Linked DNA regions of Mus musculus: region 1 is linked to region 2. Evidence: chromatin contacts called from public HiChIP or PLAC-seq data. All regions are on one chromosome and are shown on one strand. Each heading gives the region's core, a stretch centred on a gene start, on an enhancer-like site or on the middle of the called end of the contact. The rest is flanking DNA. Distances are from core to core; before and after follow the strand shown.

What was found. HiChIP or PLAC-seq counts read pairs in DNA pulled down with a chosen protein or histone mark.
Region 1: an H3K27ac HiChIP or PLAC-seq map of embryonic stem cells shows a contact between it and region 2, with 5 read pairs. The contact joins two enhancer-like sites. A contact is called at or near these places in 2 of 484 Hi-C or Micro-C datasets (the F1.1 cell line and myocytes), 2 of 115 datasets of contacts at active chromatin or transcription factors (embryonic stem cells and microglia) and 3 of 9 other capture datasets (embryonic stem cells, liver and pancreatic islet).

What each region holds. Positions count from the first base shown.
Region 1 is chr5:38,587,024-38,591,196 of GRCm38.p6, forward strand. No RefSeq gene overlaps it. Among named protein-coding and RNA genes, the nearest start is that of Wdr1, 27 kb to the left of the region's middle. Within about 2 kb of position 2,113, at least 44 of the 459 cell types and tissues checked have an H3K27ac peak or open chromatin away from gene starts, as enhancers often do. A contact at or near this core is called in embryonic stem cells, where this site is marked.
Region 2 is chr5:38,519,971-38,524,394 of GRCm38.p6, forward strand. No RefSeq gene overlaps it. Among named protein-coding and RNA genes, the nearest start is that of Gm22249, 24 kb to the right of the region's middle. Within about 2 kb of position 1,596, at least 5 of the 459 cell types and tissues checked have an H3K27ac peak or open chromatin away from gene starts, as enhancers often do. A contact at or near this core is called in embryonic stem cells, where this site is marked.

The DNA.
Region 1 (4,173 bases), core at 863-3,362, 68 kb after region 2:
CTGGAAGAACCAAGAGTTCTCCATCTTGATCTGAAGGCAGCAGAATAGGGACTGTCTTCTACACAGGGCATCGCTTGAGCATAGGGATCCTCAAAGCCCACTTCCACAGTGACACACTCCCTCTAACAAGGCCATTCCTCATAATAGTGCCACTCCCTGTGGGCCAAGCATTCAAACACATGATTCTATGAGAGGACGAACCTATTCAAACCACCACAGGGAGAAAAGGCTTTGATTCAGCTTACAGGTCCACATCACTATTCATCATCGAAGGAAGTGAGGACGGGAACTCAAACAGGGCAGGAACCTGGAGGCAGGAGCTGATGCAGAGGCTGTGGAGGGATGCTGCTTACTGGTCTGTTCTCCATGGCTTCCTCAGGCTGATTTTTTGTAGAACCCAGGACCACCCGTCCAGGGCTGGCACCACCCACAGTTAGCTGGGCCCTCCATTACCAATTTTTAAAAGTGTCTTATAGGCTTTGTCTACAACCCATTTTACGGAGGCATTTTCTCAATTGAGGCTCCTTCCTCTTGGATACAAGTCTGCTGATTGAATGTTGATGGCCCAGCACGTTTTTTAAGTAGCGCTGCGAGGACACATTCTAGAGCTTCTGAATGAGATGGCACCAGCCCAGGTGACTTGAGCCACTAACTTACCTCTTTGAATGTAGCGTTTCTAGGGTACACATAGCTCAGGCTTGGCCCTACTATTCTTATGCTAGATCTCAATATGGGCCTCATCTCGAAGAGTGTCTTCACGACTGCATTGCTTTTCTGTTGCTGTGATAAAACACCATGGCCAAACACAGCTCAGGAGGAAAGGGGTTGTTTTGGCTTACTGTCCCAGAAAGTCCATCTGAGTATCATTACCTCAGCTGTCTCCCTGCGTTCACAAGAAACCCCACAAATTAGCTCAACTGCTTTACATCTTCAGCTCTATCAGTGCTTCCCAGTGCAGTGGAAGCTCATGAAAGTGACATGACTGTGAGCCCAAAAGGCTAGAAAAGAGTGCAGAGGTGAGACACGGAACAGGTTCTAGGTGCTTCCGAGGCCTGAGGCTCCTAGTTCTATGTCAAGGGTTTTCAGCTGCTGTGCTGATACTCCAAGATCTCTGAATTTCCAGAGTCTCATGTCTGACTGCACAGCCACAGCTGGTGGCAGTGGACACATTGGCCAGGGGTGCAATCAACTGGAAGGAAAGGAAACCAGGACAGCTTCAGGCCTGGAGCAAATGTTTTCCCTGTGTGGGTCACTGCTGTAGGATCTTTCAGTTGTCACATGGAAACCCATCACTTTGCATGGTATTCGCATGCACACCACTATCCTTTGCTCACATTGGTGCTCCTCCAACACTCCCTGCTGTTTCCCCTTTGCCCGATCAGGCCCTTCTTTCTTTCTTAAGTGTAGATTCACATGTGAGAGACCTGCAATGTTCTATCTAACTCACTCATTGCCCCTTATTCCACCCTTCCTCTTCCACAAAGCCCCTTCTGCTTTCATGTTTAAGACATTTTATTTTGGGGGCCAGAGAGGTGGCTCAGCAGTTAAGAGCACTGACTGCTCTTCCAGAGGACCTGAGTTCAATTCCTAGCAACCACATGGTGGCTCACAACCCTCTATAAAGGGATCTGATGGCCTCTTCTGTCTGATGCCTCCTTCTATCATGCATATAGAGCACTTGTATACATAAAATACATACATGAATCTTAAAAATACATTGTATTTTTATAAAATTGTTTTGATAATCACCGTGGATATAATGCATTCTTATTATTCTTCCACTCTCATTTCTTCTCTCTCTCCAGCCCTACTTCCTTATAAACCCATCCTAGATTACTGCTGTCCTGCTGAGTATATTCTGTGCCATCAATGTGATGACCACGGGTTTGGAATTACCCACTGGAGCCCGGTGGGCTCACTTATGACTGGTTACAAAGTGAATATTGTACCTATGCCCTTTACCAGAATCTGTTAGTTCCCAAACAGTTTGAGAATAATTGGTAGAATCCTGTACACCCCAGCCACTCCCACAACAAAACGGGCTAAGCCAGTTTCAAGTCAGCCCGGTGTCAGGAGGGGCAGTTGCTGAGTCATGATTGCCACGGTCGTGTCGTGCTTGGAAGGAAACGGGGTGAAGCTGGTTTATTTTTACTATGTGCACCACTTAGAAAGCCTAGTGTAGAGCATAGGAAGGGTTTTAGGGGAAGCTTTGAAGAGCGGGGTGGAAGATGCCTTAGTCCTCACAGCTCCTTCCTTATCTTCTAGGCCTTACATTCTTTGTGTCGTCTTCTGTGAAATTTTCTGAGCCTGAAAGGGGTTGACTTGTCTTGCTTAGGGCTAAGCCAACTGTCAGGCTTGGTTTCATGTGCAGCCAGGAATCTCTGTGTGTGCCCCTGTTCGCTGCAAAGAAGTTCTCTGTCTAAGGCTTTTGTAGGTATAAGCTTCGCTATTTAGAAAGTAGTTTGATGCTATGCCAAGCTAGCTAGAAGCAGTAAGAAGCCTGTTCCTACTAAGGCCTTTGGACTTGAGTCAGATTTTTGACTGGGTTCACAGTATCACAGTATAGTTCTATCTGTGGCACATTGGGTTGAGGAATTTGCAAAACAGTCAAGATAGAGGAGAAGAGGTGTTTCCTCCCACAGAGGGGTGGGAACCTGATATTTAGTATTTACCTTTGAAGGACTGGTATCATCACAAGACATCCCAAGACTAAAATCTCAGCACAAAAGGGATTTTGCCTCAAGGGACAAAGTGCAGGGAATAAGAAACAAAGACAAAGATAGAGGATGAGAGGAGGGGAAAGGAACAAGGAAGAGGGGGAAGGGATATTTGAACTGGGGGCTGGGGCACAAAGGACTATATCCAGATAGAGATGAGCCAGATATGGTATATAGGAAACTGGTTGTTTATAAAGGTAATTGGGGAACCCTGGAGTTAGGATGAGGTATTTATTTTAATTGGGCATGTTCATTAGGGCAACCAAAGGGGGGCTTTTGATTGATTACTGGACTTTTAATACTCTGATAGCTGGGCCTTGGTAGTCAGTCTCAGGAGGAAGAAGTGACCAAGGAGACCAAATAAAGGATTAGACCTTTTTTTTTTTTTTTTTTTTTTTTTGGACTAGCTTTAGGAGTGTTATCTAATATGGTTTTTAGCAAGTGAGAGGGAGTGAGAGAGAAGGGCAAGGCGTGCCAGAGCCCTGTTTGTCAGGCTGGCTAGAGTCCTTTCAATCTTCACAATGGAGAAGGATTATCTTGTCAGTCACAGTGGAGGTTAACTAAGGCTCCTGAGTCACCGTGTGGGTGTGCTGACCTGAGAGTTTGATAGTGGAAGGGCTAATCTTGAGATTGAGTTTTAACTGATTCAGGAGTCTGGTCTGAGGGTTAGTATCTTTGACATTAAGAGCTGGGTTCTGCATTGCACACGTCAGCAAGATTTTGCTGAAAGGACCCTGATATAGCTGTCTCTTGTGAGGCTATGCCAGTGCCTGGCAAACACAGCAGTGGATGCTCACAGTCAGCTATTGGATGGAACAGAGGGCCCCCAATGGAGGAGCTAGAGAAAGTACCCAAGGAACTAAAGGGATCTGCAACCCTATAGTTGGAACAACAATATGAACTAACCAGTACCCCCAGAGCTGATGTCTCTAGCTGCCTATGTATCAGAAGATGGCCTAGTCGGCCAATCATTGGGAAGAGAGGCCCCTTGGTCTTGCAAACTTTATATGCCCCAAGTACAGGGGAACACCAGGGCCAAGAAGTGTAAGTGGGGGGGGGGGGGGGAAGGTATGGGGGACTTTCGGGATAGCATTTAAAATGTAAATGAAGAAAATACCTAATAAAAAATTGGAAAAAAAAAAGAGCTGGGTTCTGTCCCCAGCTGTCAGGAAGGGACTCCAGAGGGTGGGCTGGTAGTGTATCTTGGTGGCACATATGGGGGCCTTTACCTCCAGAGGAAACAGGTTAAAGCTGATTTATTTTTACTACATACACCACTTAGAAGGTCTAGTGTAGGGCATAGGAAGGGTCTTTGGGAGAAGCGTTGGAGAGCTAGGTAGAAGATGCCTTAGTCCTGGGCTCAGTAGTGGGCTCAGACATCTGAACTGGGCTCATCTTTCTGTATTTTAGGTCTTAAATATTTTAAAACCCCTAAAGTCTTAATTTGTGTCTCTGG
Region 2 (4,424 bases), core at 346-2,845:
ACAAGAGAAGTCAACAGGTGAATATAAATGTTAAAGATCACTTTGTGTCCCCTCAAATCATACCATGTAGAAATATGGCTGTCAGACTCCTAAGTGCCTGAGACTGTCTAGGTGTTTGTAGAAAATAAAGCCTTCTAGACATTAAAAAAAAAAATTACCAAGGAGGCTGGAGAGCTGGCTCAGTGGTTAAGAGCTCCTCTTTCCAGAGGTCCTGAGTTCAATTCCCAGCATTATATATGGCTCACAACTATCTATAATGGGAACTGATGCCCTCTTCTATCATGTGGGCTTAAATACAAATCGAGCATTCATATACGTATAATATATAAATAAATCTTTTAAATAATATCAAAAGGGGGGCTGGAGAGATGGCTCAGTGGTTAAGAGCACTTCCGAAGGTCCTGAGTTCAAATCCCAGCAACCATATGGTGGCTCACAACCATCTGTAATGAGACCTGATGCCCTCTTCTGGGGTGTCTGAAGACAGTACAGTGTACTTACATGTAATAAATAAATCTTTAAAAAAAAATAACAAAAGGAATTGACAAGTGAGGGCAAGCTGAGAACTGGGAGGGGATTTGTCTGGAATGGGGGTGTATGTGGCTGGAGAGTCACAATCTGGAGCTCAGACACCCTTGCTTTGGGCCAGTATCCCTCCAAATCACATTGAGTGTGAGGCCAGGGTATCAAGGAACCAGGAGGAACCAGACTGGAGCAGCAGTGGGGTAGAGTCTGTCTAACCCTGGAAATATCTCTAGAGTAGTGGGAGTGAGGACCACTCCCTCCCCTGCCAGGACCTGCAAGTCCTGTACCCCCCAACCCCCATCCCCATCCCCAACCTTAGTCCCCACCTAAGAGGTCACATAGTTGAAGCCAGGTTAAACTTCTCTTCTCCTTATATGGTCATGTCCAGCAAGCACCTGGAATTCCCCATCATGCAATAAAGCATTCCCAGTACCTTAGCCCCAGTCAAAGACTTACACTCACTTCAAAAGTCTCCACCCACTCCTCAGATGTTTAAATAGCCTTTGTTTTCCTTTGTTTTCAATTAAATGAGCTGCTCAATGAAGCCTGCCTCATCTGGAGTTTGTTTCTTACTGTGCTGCCCATTGCCTGAGGCCTCCATCACCCCAGGCTGTTCCTGCCTCCCACTTCCTCCCCTGAGGATCCAGGAAGGGCCAATGAAAGTGAAGCCCCAATGGCAATTGGGGAATAACGTGGAGGAAATTTCTAGAAAAAGGTTGCACTTTGAATATGAGTCTTAGCTAGGGTTTTACTGCTGTGAACGGACACCATGACCAAGGCAACTCTTATAAGGACAACATTTAATTGGGGCTGACTTACAGGTTCATTATCAAGGCAGGAACATGGCTACATTCAGGCAGGCATGGTACAGACAGAGATGAGAGTTCTATATCTTCATCTGAAGGCTGTTAGCAGAATACTGGCTTCCAGGCAGCTAGGATGAGGGTCTTAAAGCCCACACTCACAATGACACACCTACTCCATCCAACAAGGCTACACCTACTACAACAGGGCCATACCTTTATACAAACCATCACAATAGGGTTGGCTCAGGAGTGGCACTATTAGTAGGTATGGCCTTGTTGAAGTGGGTGTGGTCCTGTTGGAGGAAGTGTGTCACAGTGGGGTTGAGCAATGAGACCCTCCTCCTAACTATGTGGGAGCCAGTCTTCTAGTGGCTTTCAGATGAAGATGTAGAACTCTCAGTTCGTCACACACCATACTGCCTGAACACTGCTATGCTCCCATCTTGGTGATAATGGATTGAACCTCTGAACCTGTAAGCCAGCCCCAATTAAATGTAAGAGTTGCCTTGGCCATGGTGTCTGCTCACAGCAGTAAAACCCTAACTAAGAAGTTGGTACCAGGGACTGGGGTATTGCTGTGATAGGGTTGACCATGTTTTTATTTGGAGGTATGTGGATTTTGAGACTTTGGGTTTGGAAAACAGTGAAAGGCTTTAAGTAGGAGCTTAATTATCCATCCTAGTAGAAATATGGAAGGCTTTGTTGCTGCTTGATTTGAACTGTACAGACCTGACCCAAGAGGTTTCCAGTGGAGAATTTCAGTAGGTGGCCCTTTCTATTCTTGACTCTAAAACGAGAGCCATTTGACTGAAGCTGTCAAGTTCTGCTGCTTGCTGGGCTGGGACACCCCCCTCCTCATTCTACCAGCCTTCTGTTTTCCAAATCCCTCACTGCTTAAGCTTGACTGTCCTGGAACTTATTCTGTAGATTGACCTTGAACTCAAGAGATCTGCATGGCTATGTCTCCAGAAGGTTGGGATTAAAGGTATGTACTTGGACTTTAAGTTTTTCTTCACTTAGAATTTGCTATGTCCCATGTTGGCCTTGAACTCAGAAATCTGCTTGTCTCTGGAGATTAAAGACCTGTGCTACCTTGCCTGGGCCTAAGCTCTTCATGGCCACTATGCCTCAAGATCAGGATCAAACGCATGCTCCCTGTTTCTGGTTTGTAGCCTCTCACCACCATTGGAAACAACCTTTAATGTTCACCCAGAGGAGTAATTACACTCTTGTTTATGTGTTTATTTATGGTGTTGGTGATGGAATATGGGGGTCTCCTGCTAGACAGTCACTGTCCCACTGAGCTGTATCTCTAGCCCTGTTTTTCTTAGGAAAATTTCCCTTTTGAATAATAATATATAAAAAAGTAAGAATTAAAGGAAATATATATATATATATATATATATGTATATAATTTTTTACTCACTCATTTTACATCCCACTCACTGCCCCCCTCCCACATCCCTTCCTCCAGTCTTCCCTCCCCTTCTTCTCTGAGTGGGTGCCCCCCCCCCCCCCGTTTCTCCCCACCCTGGCACATCAAGTCTCTGTGGGGCCAGGTACAACTTCTGCATCTTTCTGAAACTAAATGGTTGGGCGAACTTAAGGTTGGTTTTTATTCCATTGAAATAAATTACTGCTTTTTAGAGTTGGTTCCATTCAGTGGTTGTCAAACTTTGTTCTGTAAAACTTTTAGATATACAATCGTACGTAGAATTCTAATTGGGCAGGGTATTTATTAGTTAAAAATAAGCTACTCTATGCTGAAATATATGCTCAGTGTGAGCCATGTGGCTGTTGGGAAAAGCCATTCTTGAGCTGCAAATCAGACCAAGTGTGGTGGGCACCTGTGGCTTTCTGTATGCTTGTGGCACAGCTGCCACAGCTCCGTCCTTTTTATAGCTGCGTGTTCACTGGGCATCAACTGGGTCCGCTCTATCTAGGCTGCAGAGTATTGAGAGCATCTTGCACACTGAAGATGGCATGCAACTGATAAAAGATTAAAAAAAAATCTACCTTGCAATCCAAATATACTGTTAACATACATGTCAGAAACAAAACAAAGCACCTTAATATGTCCTTGGATTTGCCCAGCAGTGACTCAGTTTGCTGTGAATGGGAGGTTGGTTGCTCTCCTTGCCTCCCTTCTGGAGTAAACAGGCTGGGCATGAGGCTACCTTTTTCTGGGGTGTTCTTCCCAGGTTCCAGCCCTTCGGCTCTGAAAGTATGTTCTCCTATAAAGTGGGAATGAGCTTGCGCTCTCTCTCTCTCTCTCTCTCTCTCTCTCTCTCTCTCTCTCTCTCTCTCTCTCTCTCTCTCTCTCCCTCTCCCTCTCTCCCTCTCCCTTCCCCTCTTTTTCTCTGTGCATGTACATGTGCTGAGGACCACATGTCACCTCTTGCCTGCAGTAGTGTTGGATTGTTTTTTAAATTTTTCACACTACAACAGGAAGTCAGTGGCTATGGTTTCAGATTGCTCAAAACAATTAATGTCTGGCTTCTCACTGGTCTATTTTGGGGGAAAGGGTCCAAGATGAAGACCCAGAGCTCTCTGCAAAGTGGATCAAGTCCTTATCCTCTTCTACTGAGACCAGATTTTCACTTGCTTCAACTAAAACAATGAATGCATCACACATTAGTGACATTTTCTAAAATGTAAAACAACGCCACTCTAACTTTAGGGGGTATCTTTCTGGTAAGTGTGCTCTGATAAAGGCTGGGTTTACCAGTTTCTTTACACTCAAGTGTAGTTTTGCTCGGTTTTCAGTGGCACATCACATGGTCACAACCTCTTCCGGGCCTTAAGAAGGGTCTACATTTCAAAGCCTACCAATCCCAGGTCCATACTGGGAGCAAGTGACCTGATGAGGAAAGTCACTTCACTTCACACAAGACTAACCCCAAGAGATCCTTGGAGAAGTACTTTCACACCTAGCTGTCTGGCCGCCACCACCAACATGTCACTGCACTGTCAGCTTCTCCAAGAGAAGTTTGGCAGCAGTTTTCAGTGTCACGTTCAATTTACACGTGTACACTACAAAAACCAAGTACTGAAAGCTTCCAGCATTTGGGAGGTGGAGGCAGGAGGGGCAGG